Regions from separate parts of the Macaca mulatta genome. Here region 2 is linked to region 1. Evidence: chromatin contacts called from public Hi-C data. All regions are on one chromosome and are shown on one strand. Each heading gives the region's core, a stretch centred on a gene start, on an enhancer-like site or on the middle of the called end of the contact. The rest is flanking DNA. Distances are from core to core; before and after follow the strand shown. Region 1 holds the start of FOXK1 (forkhead box K1). Region 2 overlaps FOXK1 (forkhead box K1).

Region 1 (5,752 bases), core at 1,446-3,945:
AGCTCCCTGGAGCATAAATGTGCAAGGACTGTATACACTGATAACATTTCATAAATAACAAACCCGCTACTGGCCTATTTGTAGACAATCTGAGGTCGAAATTTTTTCCCCTTGAGTTAGAAAAAAAAAATACCGTGAAAACCTCCTTCAAGATTCACTAAAGCTGGGTCTGACTGGGGAGTGTACCTGTTTCCATGGCTGGAGCAGGAAACCTGAAAACAAGACTGTTTAATGGAAGTACTTGGTGAACCTGAGTTACATAAAAGTGCATCTGTAAAGCAGGTCTCTAAGGGGGGCCTGGGGAGCCTACCTGTCATTTTCTTACTGGAAGGGAGAGTGGCCAGCAAATGCATTTAATGGCCCCAAACAGAAGAGAGTACATTGGTTATGGAAAAGAGAGAGCAGAGTAATAACTGAGGCAAAGAACAACTTTGTTATCTCCTGGGTTCTGATTTTACCAAAATGCACACCTTTCAGCATGGCTAGGAAAAGGTATACTTCCCCTCTCACGCCCCAAGAGGGAGTGAGTCATTGTTGATGTTGCATTGTAAATTATTCAATGCGATATTTGTAACCAAACATGCCAAGACTCTAAAAATGGGGAGAAGTTTACAGACACAAACTTTGGGCCCTGGGAATTACCCCAGCAAAAATTCCCCAGACGCAAGGCGTTTATAAAAGGGAGTAATTAGACAGACAACCCTGGAACAAGAACCACATTGAAGAAATATAAACACTGGTGATGAGTTAGAGGCAATCACTAAATAGAAAAAGAAAGTGGCTCCAGAGGAAATGAGTAATTAAACAGGCTTTCTCCTGATCAACAGACCTTGAGGTCCGGGGCTCAGCACAGGGTGCGGAGGGCGGGCGGTGGAGCTGGAAAGGAGGGAACCGGAATGGGCAGGAGGTGACCATGGGATGCTTTGAAAAGGCACCAACAGGCCTGGGCAGCCATCCAGGCCCAGCTGGGTCTCTCTGCCCCGGCGACCTCGGGCCCAGGGGAATCTAATTTGAGCTTGGGGTCCTGCTACTCCATCCCAGGAGCACTCACTGGCGAGGTAAACTGAGGCACAGGCTTCCTGTCCTCTCCTCTCCCTGCCAGGCCTCTGCTCCTTCAGCACAGTCCAAACTACTAGGGAGCTCGCACTTCCCGGAGCAACACCCTTCCCACTGTCCTGGGTGAGTGTGCTGGGGCCCCCCAGGACCCAGACTGGATGGGGTCGGGGTGATCCAAGGGTCCAGACCAGACAGGGTCAGAGGTGGCCACTGGGGTCCAGGACCGCAGGGATCAGGCACTGAGGTGACTTGAGGCCCTGGCTGGTGGGGGTCGGGGGTAGTCCTGAAAACCAGGCCAGGCTGGGGTGACCCTGGAGTTCAAGCTGGTGGGGGTCCGGGGTGACCTGGAAGGGTTGAGGGTGATCCCCAGGCCCAAGAAACAGGGACTGGGGTCAGGGTGACCTCAGTGTCCAGCTGGGCGGAGCTGGGGTGGGAGTGGCCCTGCGAGCCCAGGCTTGTGGGGTTAGTGGTCGGGGTGGCCCGGGGGGGGGGGCCTAGGAAGTGGGGGTCATGGTTGACCTTGCGTGTTTACGCGGGGTGGGGACGTAAACGACCGCAGGGATCTAGGCCAGTAGGAGTTAAGAATGACCACCGAGTCCAGGCCAGTGGGAGCTGGGGGACAGCAGGGATCTGGGTCAGGGGTGACCTAAGAAGCCCAGCCAGGTGGGCTTGGGGTAGGGGTGGCTCCAGGAGCCCAGGCCGGTGGGAGATGAGGTCAGGGGTGACCCCAGGAGCCGCGAAGTGTGGGTAGGGGTTGACCCGAGTACAGGCCGGTGGAGGTCGGGAGCGACGGGGTGTCCAGGCCGGCGAAAGTGGAGGAGAATCCTCAGGCCGGAGGGTCCAGAATTGGGGTCTAGGTGACCCCAGGGACCCAGGAGGCGGGGGTCGGGGTTGACCCCGGGGTCCAGGCCGGTCGGGGGTTAACGGGGGTGGCTGGGGGTGGTGGGGGCTCAGGCCAGGTAGGCTGTAGGGGGATCCCCAGGTCTGGGCCTCAGAGATCGAGGTCGGGGGTGAGCCCCGGGTGCGGGCGGCGGGGGTCGCGGGGGCACTCACTGCTTGGGCAGCTGCAAGGCGGGCGCGCCGCGCCGCTGGAAGGCCCCGTCCACGAAGACGCCGTTCTTGCCGAGGCAGCGCAGGTAGAAGTGCGGCTCCTGGAAGCTGAGCTGCAGGTGGCGCCGCGAGATGAAGCTGGACAGGCCCATGTTCAAGTCCACCGAGCCCTGCGACGAGTTGCGGCCGATGGTGACGCTGGGCTGGCGCATGAGGAACTCGAACTCGCGGCCCTCCAGCCGCGCCAGCGCCGGCCCCGGGCTCTGCCGCACCGAGGCGGCCGCCGCGGCCACCAGGGCCGGCGCCGCGCCCGCGCCCCCGGAGTCTCCGGATACCCCGGAGGAGCCCCCGGAGGAGCCCCCGGAGGAGCCCGCGCCCGCGATCGCGCCGGGAGGCAGCGGCGGCGGCGGCGGCAGCGGCGGCCCAGGCGGAGGCTGGGGCTGCGCTGGGGCCGGCGGGGGCGCGGCCGCGGGGAAGGCGGCGGCGGCGGCTGCGGCGCACAGCACGGGGCTGCAGGGCGCCGAGCGCAGCGCGAGCAGGGCGCGGGCGCCGCTGTCCTCGCCGACTTCGGCCATGTTCGCGCGGCTCCGAGCGGCCTCCGGCGGCGGCGGCTGCAGCGGCGGCGCGGGGGGCGGGGAGGCCGGGGCGCTGGGCGGGCGCGGAAACCCGGACCAGATCGCGCCGGCGCGGAGCGGAGCCTCCCAGCCCACCGTGCGCCTCGCCGGCCCGCCGGTCCCGCCCAGCGCAGCCCACGCGGCGCGCGCCAGCTGGGGGCCGGGGGCGAGGCCTGTGCTGGCAGGGCTGGGGGGGTCCCCCGGAGAGCTGGACCCGGCGCACCTAGCCCCCTGCCCGCGGGGCTGCAGCCGGTGGACGCCCTTTCCTCCATGGGGGGAACAGGGGACCCTTGAAATGCCCATCTGGAAAGTTTTGAGCCTGGGTCACTGGAGAAAGGAACAGATGACCTCAGCTGTGTCTCCGCCCCAGCCACTCCAGCCCCCCAACCCTAAAGTGTAAGATAGATAGAAGATAAAATATGTGTGTATTATATATAATACATATGTTTATATTTTAATCTCGCTCTGTCGCCCAGGCTGGAGTGTAGTGGCACAATCATAACTCACTGCAACTTCCACCTCCTGTGCTCAAGGGACCCTCCTGCCTCTGCCTGCCAAGTGCCACCATGCCCAGCTAATTTTTTTACTTTTTATAGAGACAGGGTCTTGCTATGTTGGCCAGGCTGGTCTCAAACTCCTGATCTCAAGAGATCTATCTATCTCGACCTCCCAAGGCGCTGGGATTACCCGTGTGAGCCACAGTGCCAGGCCTGATCATTCTTAAACCCTCAGATTAAAGGTCATCATACTTTACTGTAACTGAAGACCACTTGAGATGGATACCTGAATCCCTGATCCCTTCTTTCCTTCCTTCTTTCCTTCCTTCCCTCCCTCCTTCCTTCCCTCCTTCCTTCCTTCCCTCCCTCCCTCACTCTCTCCCTCCCTCTCTCCCTCCCTCGCTCTCTCCCTCCCTCCTTTCTTTTCTTTTTTTTTTTTTTTTTTTTTTTTTGAGATGGAGTCTGGCTCTGTCGCCCAGGCTGGAGTGCAGTGGCCGGATCTCAGCTCACTACAAGCTCCGCCTCCCGGGTTTACGCCATTCTCCTGCCTCAGCCTCCCGAGTAGCTGGGACTACAGGCGCCCGCCACCTCGCCCGGCTAGTTTTTTTTTTTTTGTATGTTTTAGTAGAGACGGGGTTTCACCGGGTTAGCCAGGATGGTCTCGATCTCCTGACCTCGTGATCCGCCCGTCTCGGCCTCCCAAAGTGCTGGGATTACAGGCTTGAGCCACCGTGCCTGGCCTCTTTTCTTTTTTTATTACTTTCCTTTCCTTTCCTTTTTTTCTCTCTCTTTCTTTCTTTCTTTCTTTCTTTCTTTCTCTCTTTCTCTCTTTCTCTCTTTCCCTCCCTCCCTCCCTTCCTTCTCTCTCTCTCTCTCTTTCTTGTCTTTTTCTTTTGAGACAGGGTCTCACTCTGTCACCCAGGCTGGAGTGCAGTGGCGCAGTCATAGCTCACTGCAGCTCGACCTCCCAGACTCAGGTGATTTTCCCACCTCACCCTCCCAAGTAGCTGGGACTATGAGCCACCATGCCCAACTAATTTTTAATTTTTAAGTTTTCTCTTTTTTTTTAATTTTGAGACAGAGTCTTACTCTGTCATTCAGGCTGGAGTGCAATGGTGCAGTCTTGGCTCACTGCAACCTCTGCCTCCCGGGTCCAAGCGATTTTCCTGCCTCAGCCTCCCAAGTGTCTGGGATTATAGGCATCTGCCACCACACCCAGCTAATTTTTGTATTTTTAGTAGAGATGGAGTTTCACCATGTTGGTGAGGCTGGTCTTGAACTCCTGACCTCAGGTGATCCACCCACCTCGACCTCCCAAAGTGCTGGGATTGCAGGCGTGAACCACCTCGCCCGGCCTTTTTAAATTTTGTATAGTGACAGGGTCTCGTTATATTGCCCAAGCTGGTCTCCAACTCCAGGGCTCAAGCAGTCTCCCACCTCAGCCTCCCAAAATGCTGGGTTACAGGCGTGAGCCACCGCGCCCAGCCTAGCTCTCTTTCTTTTTAGAGCCCTTCATTCACTCATTCGATATGCTAGATCCAGGCAAGACAGATCTGAGAGAATGCCCCAGAGAGAAATGTTAGCTGAAAACAGGGAGTGGCAAACGTGGGCATCACTGGGATCCCTTTGGGACTTCAGTAGCCTGGTCCTCCATTGCCAATTCAGATCCCCCTAAAAAGGCGGTGCAGTTTCCACATTTCCCTCATTTATGAATTATTAAGGGTGGGAAAGGAGACACAGTTCCCACCCTGATGGAGATTATAGTCGAGGGGGAGATGCAGATATTAAATCAAAGACACATCTAGTAAAAGTAAAATCAAGTCACAGCTATGATACATCCAGTGATGGACTAGTGCATGGTGATGTGCGAGTATAGACGAGAGACTGGGCCTAAGGCAGGAGCTTCCCTGCCCCGCACACACCGTGCTCCAATCTGGGGCTGAAATAGGTATTAATCTCATCTCTCAGTCTTGAATATGTGCATGCAAACAGAGGTAAGTGGGAGGCAAGGAAAGCATTTTTTTTTCTTTTTTTTTTTTTTTTTTGAGACAGAGTCCCCCTCAGTAGCCCAGGCTGGAGTGCAGTGGCGCGATCTCGGCTCACTGCAACCTCCGCCTCCCGGGTTCAAGCGAGTCTTCTGCCTCAGCCTCCTGAGTAGCTGGGACTACAGGTGTGCACCACCACACCCGGCTAATTTTTGTATGTTTAGTAGAGATAGGGTTTCACCATGTTTGCCAGGATAGTCTTGATCTCTTGACCTCATGATCCGCCTGCCTCGGACTCCCAAAGTGCTGGGATTACAGGCACTTTGGCGTGAGCCACGGTGGCCAGCCAAGGAACGCATTTTTAGCAGGAGCAGTAACTAGAGTACCTGCTTGATTGAGGTGGGGAGGATGGTAAACAGAGTCGGGGGCTCCTCCCTGAGGTCTAAGGGATGCCTGATTAGAGAAGTGGCAAGGGACTGTGAGGGCAGTGCCCCTGCCAGGAAACTGTGTGTGATAAAGAAGGAAGTATGGGACATGGAGGGGTAGGCAG
Region 2 (5,752 bases), core at 1,385-3,884, 65 kb before region 1:
GGAGGTCAAGGTGGGAAGACTGCTTGAGGCCAAGAGTTCAGGATCAGCCTGGGCAACAAAGCAAGACAGCATCTCAACAAAAATAAAAAATGAGCTGGGTTGTGTGTGGTGGTGGGTGCCCGTAGTCCCATCTACTCAGGAGGCTGAAGTGGGAGGATGGCTTGAGCCCGGGAGGTCGAGGTTGCAATGAGCTGTGACTGTGCCACTGCACTCCAGCCTGGGCAACTGAGTGAGAGACCCTGTCTCAAAAAACAAACAAAGAGAAACAAAATCAACCCCCCAAACCCAAATTGGAACCACCATTAAAAATAATAATTTTAAAAATAAAATTAACTTGTTTCTGAAGTGCATTTTGCCCCGGTGAGAACAGCCAGCATGGTGGCCTGAACAGGAGCTGCTCTCATGTGAGGCATAGACCTCACAGAGCTGTGTGGGTGCTTGAGAGGCGGCCCTGCAGCTAGGCAGGTTCTGGGGTCAGCTCCACGTCTGCAGGCGCCTCCTGCTTCCCCCGAGGCTCGTGGAACCCGGGAAGGGCTGTCCTCGTGCGTCACGTGCCTGCACAGAAGCTGTGCAACAGACCTACTCCACACAAGCCGCTAGGCGGGCGCTAGGGCCCTCCCTGAGATTGCAGGAAAGGCGGGGGTGGGGATGTCCTTTCAACAGATTGGGACAAACACAAGGACGTCCCCACCAAGCTTCATTCCGAACTCCCAACACTTTAGCACCAAAGTCACCCCTCGAAGGGATCTAGGCAGGAGGGAAAAATTAAAGGAAGACAGGAAGTCCCAACCTTCCCCTGTGGAGGAAGCAACAGTTACTTCCCCAGAGTTCTCAGCTGGGAAAAGACGTAAGAGGGTGGGGTGGGCTGGGGAGGGGCAGCAGAGCCTACGGGGACAGGGACAGGGAGACAAGGGAAGAGGGACCCTCGTTAGATTTGCAAATGCTGGCACAGCCAGCCCGGATCAGCCACGCAGGATTCCCGCTAGGGGTGACTCACACCTTCACACCACAATCCTCCTGCAGACCTGCTGAAAACACAGGGAAGGCTGCAGCCACAAACTGGTGTTTTTTAATTATTATTTTTTTGAGACAGGGTCTTGCTCTGTTGCCCAGGTTGGAGTGCAGCGGTGACATCATAGTTTGCTGCAGCCTCCAACTGCTGGGCTCAAGTGATCCTCCTGCCTCAGCCTCCCGAGTAGCTGGGTCTATAGGCGTGAGCCACTGCACCTGGCTAATTAAAAGAAATTTTTTTTTTTAGAGATAGGGTCTCACTATGTTGCCCAGACTTGTCTGGAACTCTTGGCCTCAAGCAATCCTCCTGCCTCAGCCTCCCAAAGTGCTGGGATTCCAGGCGTGAGCCACTACGCCCAGCCAACCAGAAACTTTGAAACAGATGAATCACCCTGCAGGAGGGAACCAAAGTTTGTCAGAAAAAGGAGAGTATTTCTAACGTAGATCCAATAACTCCAAACACAAAAGACCTCTAACTTTACAAAACAACATAAACCAAGTTAGGACTGAATGGTATCTAGTAGTAAGGCAGAACTGTGTAAAGATCATGATTAAAACGGAAAGATTTCTGAAGTCAGTTGCTGCATTTCTACTGTATATTTACATACTGCTGACCTTCGCCGAATTGTACAACTTACTTTCATTTTTGATCTCCACGTTGGAGACATCAGGAAAAGCCTTAAGAGAAACAGCTCCTGAAGTACTGCCCTCACGAGCAGAAACAGTCCCTCTCTGTGCAATGTCCTTTCACTGAATTTCAGCAGTTTTCTTCAAACTCTCCCTCTAAGGAACACTTTTTAGACTGGTGTCTGTTTGGTAGAACCTAGAAAATGATTAACTACTTTAATTCTTTCCTTAAATACTTCAATTCCTTCCTAAAAACACTTTTTTTTTTTTTTTTTTGAGATGCATGCTCGCTCTGCCACCCAGTCTGGAGCGCAGTGGTGCGACCTTGGTTCACTGCAACCTCTGCCTCCTAGGTGCAAGCAATTCTCCCGTCTCAGCCTCCCAGGTAGCTTGGATCACACACCTGGCTAATTTTTGTATTTTTAGTAGAGACAGGGTTTCACCATGTTGACCCCAGGCTGGTCTCGAACTCCTGACCTCAGGTGATCTGCCTGCCTCGGCCTCCCAAAGTGCTGGGATTACAGGCCTGAGCCACCCTGCCTGGCCTGTAAAAACTCTTCTTAGCAAAAAGGAAAGAAAGGTCAAACTTCTGCTAAAGATAGCAGAATTTATTTCAAAGAGAGTTCATTCATTTTCTGGGTGGAGTACTTCAGGGCAGAAAAAAATAAATCAGAAAAGAACACACACGTACACACAAAACCACACACCCACACCCACACACCCACCCATCCTGGGAAAAGGAGCAAGGGCCTTCGAGAGCAAAGCAGGAGGAACGGAAAGGAAGGAGGGAGGGTGGGGCGGGGGGCGGGGGCGGGGGCAGCTGATCAGGGAGGCCCCCCAGGAAAAAGCCGCTCCCAAGCCACTCCCGACTCCTGGGAATGAGGGGCTCTGGGCGAGCCCGGCCTACACCAAGGCAGCCACTCCACGGCCAATGAGGACTGGCGAGGCGAATGCACACCAAATTAGGAAGGCAGGCACCGCGGGGGCGGGGCGGCACCGGGAGGGGACAGCCTTGCAGGCAGCCAGCTCTCCAGGCCTGGCCCCGCTCCCACCCCCGGATCTGTTAGGGAGCCAGCCAGAGAGGAGAGTGGGGAGGGGGCAGGGAAGGGCAGGGAGTGTTTGTAAACACGCCGGCTCCACCCTACAGCAGAAACTCAAACTGAAAAGTATCTTGGCAGGCAAAACCTCAAGGGCCTCTGAGGTTTCTAAACACTCAATTGAATTCCACGGTGCTAAGATAAACGGATGTAAACAGAGAGGCTTTTATTGTAACAATGGAAGGCCAAAAAGCCAGACAGCCAGTCCCTAACTTACTACTTTCTCCGCACAGAATTCCCCCTAACGGGAATCCGGTCTTTGCACAGGGCGGTTTCAAAGAACAGGACTGGGCGGAAGGAGGGGAACGGGGTGGCCCCCCACCTTCCCGGCTCCCGCAGCAAGATCAGGGCGGGTGCAGGCCCAGGGAGCTGCTCGCATCGCCCATGGGGACTGGCGGTCACAGGAGGCCGCCACCCAGCTTCTCAGAACAGCTCCAGCCGCAAGAGCTTCAGGTGCTCAGTACGAAATTTCTTCACTCCCAGCTATAAAAAAGAACGAAATCTTGGCCTGGGCAGCAACGCGAGGGAGCTGGAGGCCCTTGTCCCAAGTGAACTCAATCAGAAACAATACCGCACAGCGCCTGTTCTTGCTTATAAGCAGGGGCTGAATGCTGGGTACCCAGGAAGAGGAAGATGGAAACAAGAAACTGGGACTCCAAAGCAGGGAGGCGGGAGAGGGCGAGGGGTGAAAGATGACCTAGGGGGTACGCATTCACCCTTTGGGTAATAGGCACCCTAGAAGCCCAATCCCCAACAGTATGTAATATACCCATGTCACAAACATGCATATGTACCCCCTGAAGCTAAGATAAAATAAACAGTATTTTCTCTGCCCTAGTTTAAAAAACAGGTATCGCTTATTAACTCCTTTGCAAACCACGACCTCTCTTGTCATACAAATGCGACTTTAATGTGCAAATTTGGATTAACACTGGGAAATAGTTTTATTTTTTTAAGCCCCCTCCCGGAGCAAACCAAAACATTTTTCTTTCTTTCAATATGGTGAAACTCCGTCTCCACTAAAAATACAAAAAAAAATTAGCTGGGCTTGGTGGCGTGTGCCTGTAATCCCACCTACTCTCGAGGCTGAGGCAGGGGAATTGCTTGAACCAGGGAGGTGGAGGTTGCAGTGAGCCGAGATCACACCACTGCACTCCAGCCTAGGTGACAGAGCCTAGGTGACAGAGCAAGACTCTGTCTCAAAAAATAAAATAAAAATAAAATAAAAATAAAATAAAATAAAGCTTCTCTTTAGCTGGATTACAACCTGCTGATTAATAACCCACTGCCAGGCTAAGGCAGGGGCGCTGGCCTAGCACTTCCCCAGGAGCCCCGGATCGCTGCCTGGCCTGCTTCTCTCTGGACCTGAGGCCTTTGCTGCCCACCCCAAAAGCAGCAGGAGCAGCCTCTTCTGGGGTGAGCTCCCAGCAGCACATGAGCTGGTCTTGGCCACCGTTTCTACAGTGCCTTTAAGGTGGTATTAGGTAAAGACTTAAGGATATATGCGGTGCTCAACTGCTTCCTTCAGATACAATTCCCGTAACATTCAATTCACCATTTATTCATTTACTTAGAGATGGAGTCTCGCTCTGTCGCCCAGGCTGGAGGGCAGTCGTGCAATCTCAGCTCACTGCAACCTCTGCCTCCTGGGTTCAAGCCATTCTCCTGCCTCTGCCTCCCAAGTAGCTGGGATTACAGGTGTGTGGCACCATGCCCAGCTGATTTTTGTATTTGTAGTAGAGACGGGGTTTCACCATGTTGCTCAGGCTGGTCTCGAACTCCTGGCCTCAAGTGATCTGCCCGCCTTGGCCTCCCACAGTGCTGGGATTACAGGTGTGAGCCACCGCGCCCAGTCAAGTCACCCTTTAAAGTGACTTTTAGGATATTCACAAAATTGAATAACTATCATCACTGTCTACTTCCAGAACATTCTCTCATAAAGCTGTATGAACTAAACAAAATACTGCATGTGCACTGCTCAGCACAGGGCCAGGCGGGCACATACCAGGCTTTCAGTCACTTAGGATTCACCATCATCATCATCCCAGAGGGTCATGACGTCACAGCACTGGCTCCGCAGGCGGGAACCAGGCCCAGGAAGGTGGGGGCTGAAGTGACCGCAAAGAGTCACACACGCGACCATGCCCGGCCTGAGCCCAGGGCCTCGCCTTTCCGCAGCAGCACTGTCCCTGAACTTCTCTCTCCATGAGAGACTCGCCCACCCACTGGCTCTGGAAAAAAGGAGGCCGACTCCAGGCAACTCAAATGGAGATGATTCCCACCTTGTAACTTGTAGGAGGCCACTGGTAACTTGTCAGCAAAGCAGGGTAGAGGAGCTGTGCCCCTGATGGCTCTGTTCCAAGAGAAGCCAGTGTGTAATTCTATCTGTGGACCCTGAAAAGGTGCAGGCCACGTATGGGCTGGTTGTGTTGACTCACACCTGTAACCCCAGCACTTTGGGAGGTGGAGGAGGGAGGATCTCTTGAGCCCAGGGGTTCCAGACAGCTTGGGCAACATAGCAAGACCCTGTCTGTACAAAAGATAAGAAAATTAGCTGGGTGTGGTAGTGCATGCCTGTGCTCCCAGCGACTTGGGAGGCCGAGGTGGGGGGATCGCTTGAGCTCAGGAGCTGGAGGCTGCAGCAAACTATGATTGCGCCACTGCACTCCAGCCTGGGAGACAGAGTGAGACGCTGTCTCTGAAAAACAAACAACAGCCCTCTCTTCTCCTACAGCTGCAAGGGGAAAAAAAGAAAAAAGAAAGCAAAGGTACAGCCGGGGCTCAGCAGAGTGCGCAGGTCAGCAGGGAGGGACTGACGTGGCTGGCCCAGGATTGCCACGGCACTCGCTCCAACAGACCAGCATGCCCAGAATGTGCCTCACAGATGTCCCCGAGGGCCCCTGAGCCCCTTTCAGGGTATAGGTAAGGTCAACACCATGTTCACAACAGTCCTAAGATTCGATCTGCTTTTTCCACTGGGCTGACCTTTGCTGGTGACGCACAAGCGACGCGGAAAC

The links. Hi-C and Micro-C count contacts between places; a contact is called where the count stands out from the background.
Region 2: a contact with region 1 is called in a Hi-C map of CD4 T cells, with 2.6 times the contacts expected there. The contact joins the enhancer-like site here to the promoter of FOXK1 in region 1. A contact is called at or near these places in 5 of 14 Hi-C or Micro-C datasets (CD4 T cells, blood, cortical neurons and 2 more).

Annotation. Positions count from the first base shown.
Region 1 is chr3:38,664,538-38,670,289 of T2T-MMU8v2.0, reverse strand. FOXK1 (forkhead box K1) reads right to left here and starts at 2,695. Exons shown (of 9, transcript XM_015133208.3): 1 at 2,110-2,695. The coding sequence starts at 2,681.
Region 2 is chr3:38,728,998-38,734,749 of T2T-MMU8v2.0, reverse strand. The region is part of intron 2 of FOXK1 (forkhead box K1); the gene reads right to left. Among named protein-coding and RNA genes, the nearest start is that of AP5Z1, 31 kb to the left of the region's middle. Within about 2 kb of position 2,634, at least 18 of the 40 cell types and tissues checked have an H3K27ac peak or open chromatin away from gene starts, as enhancers often do. A contact at or near this core is called in CD4 T cells and blood, where this site is marked.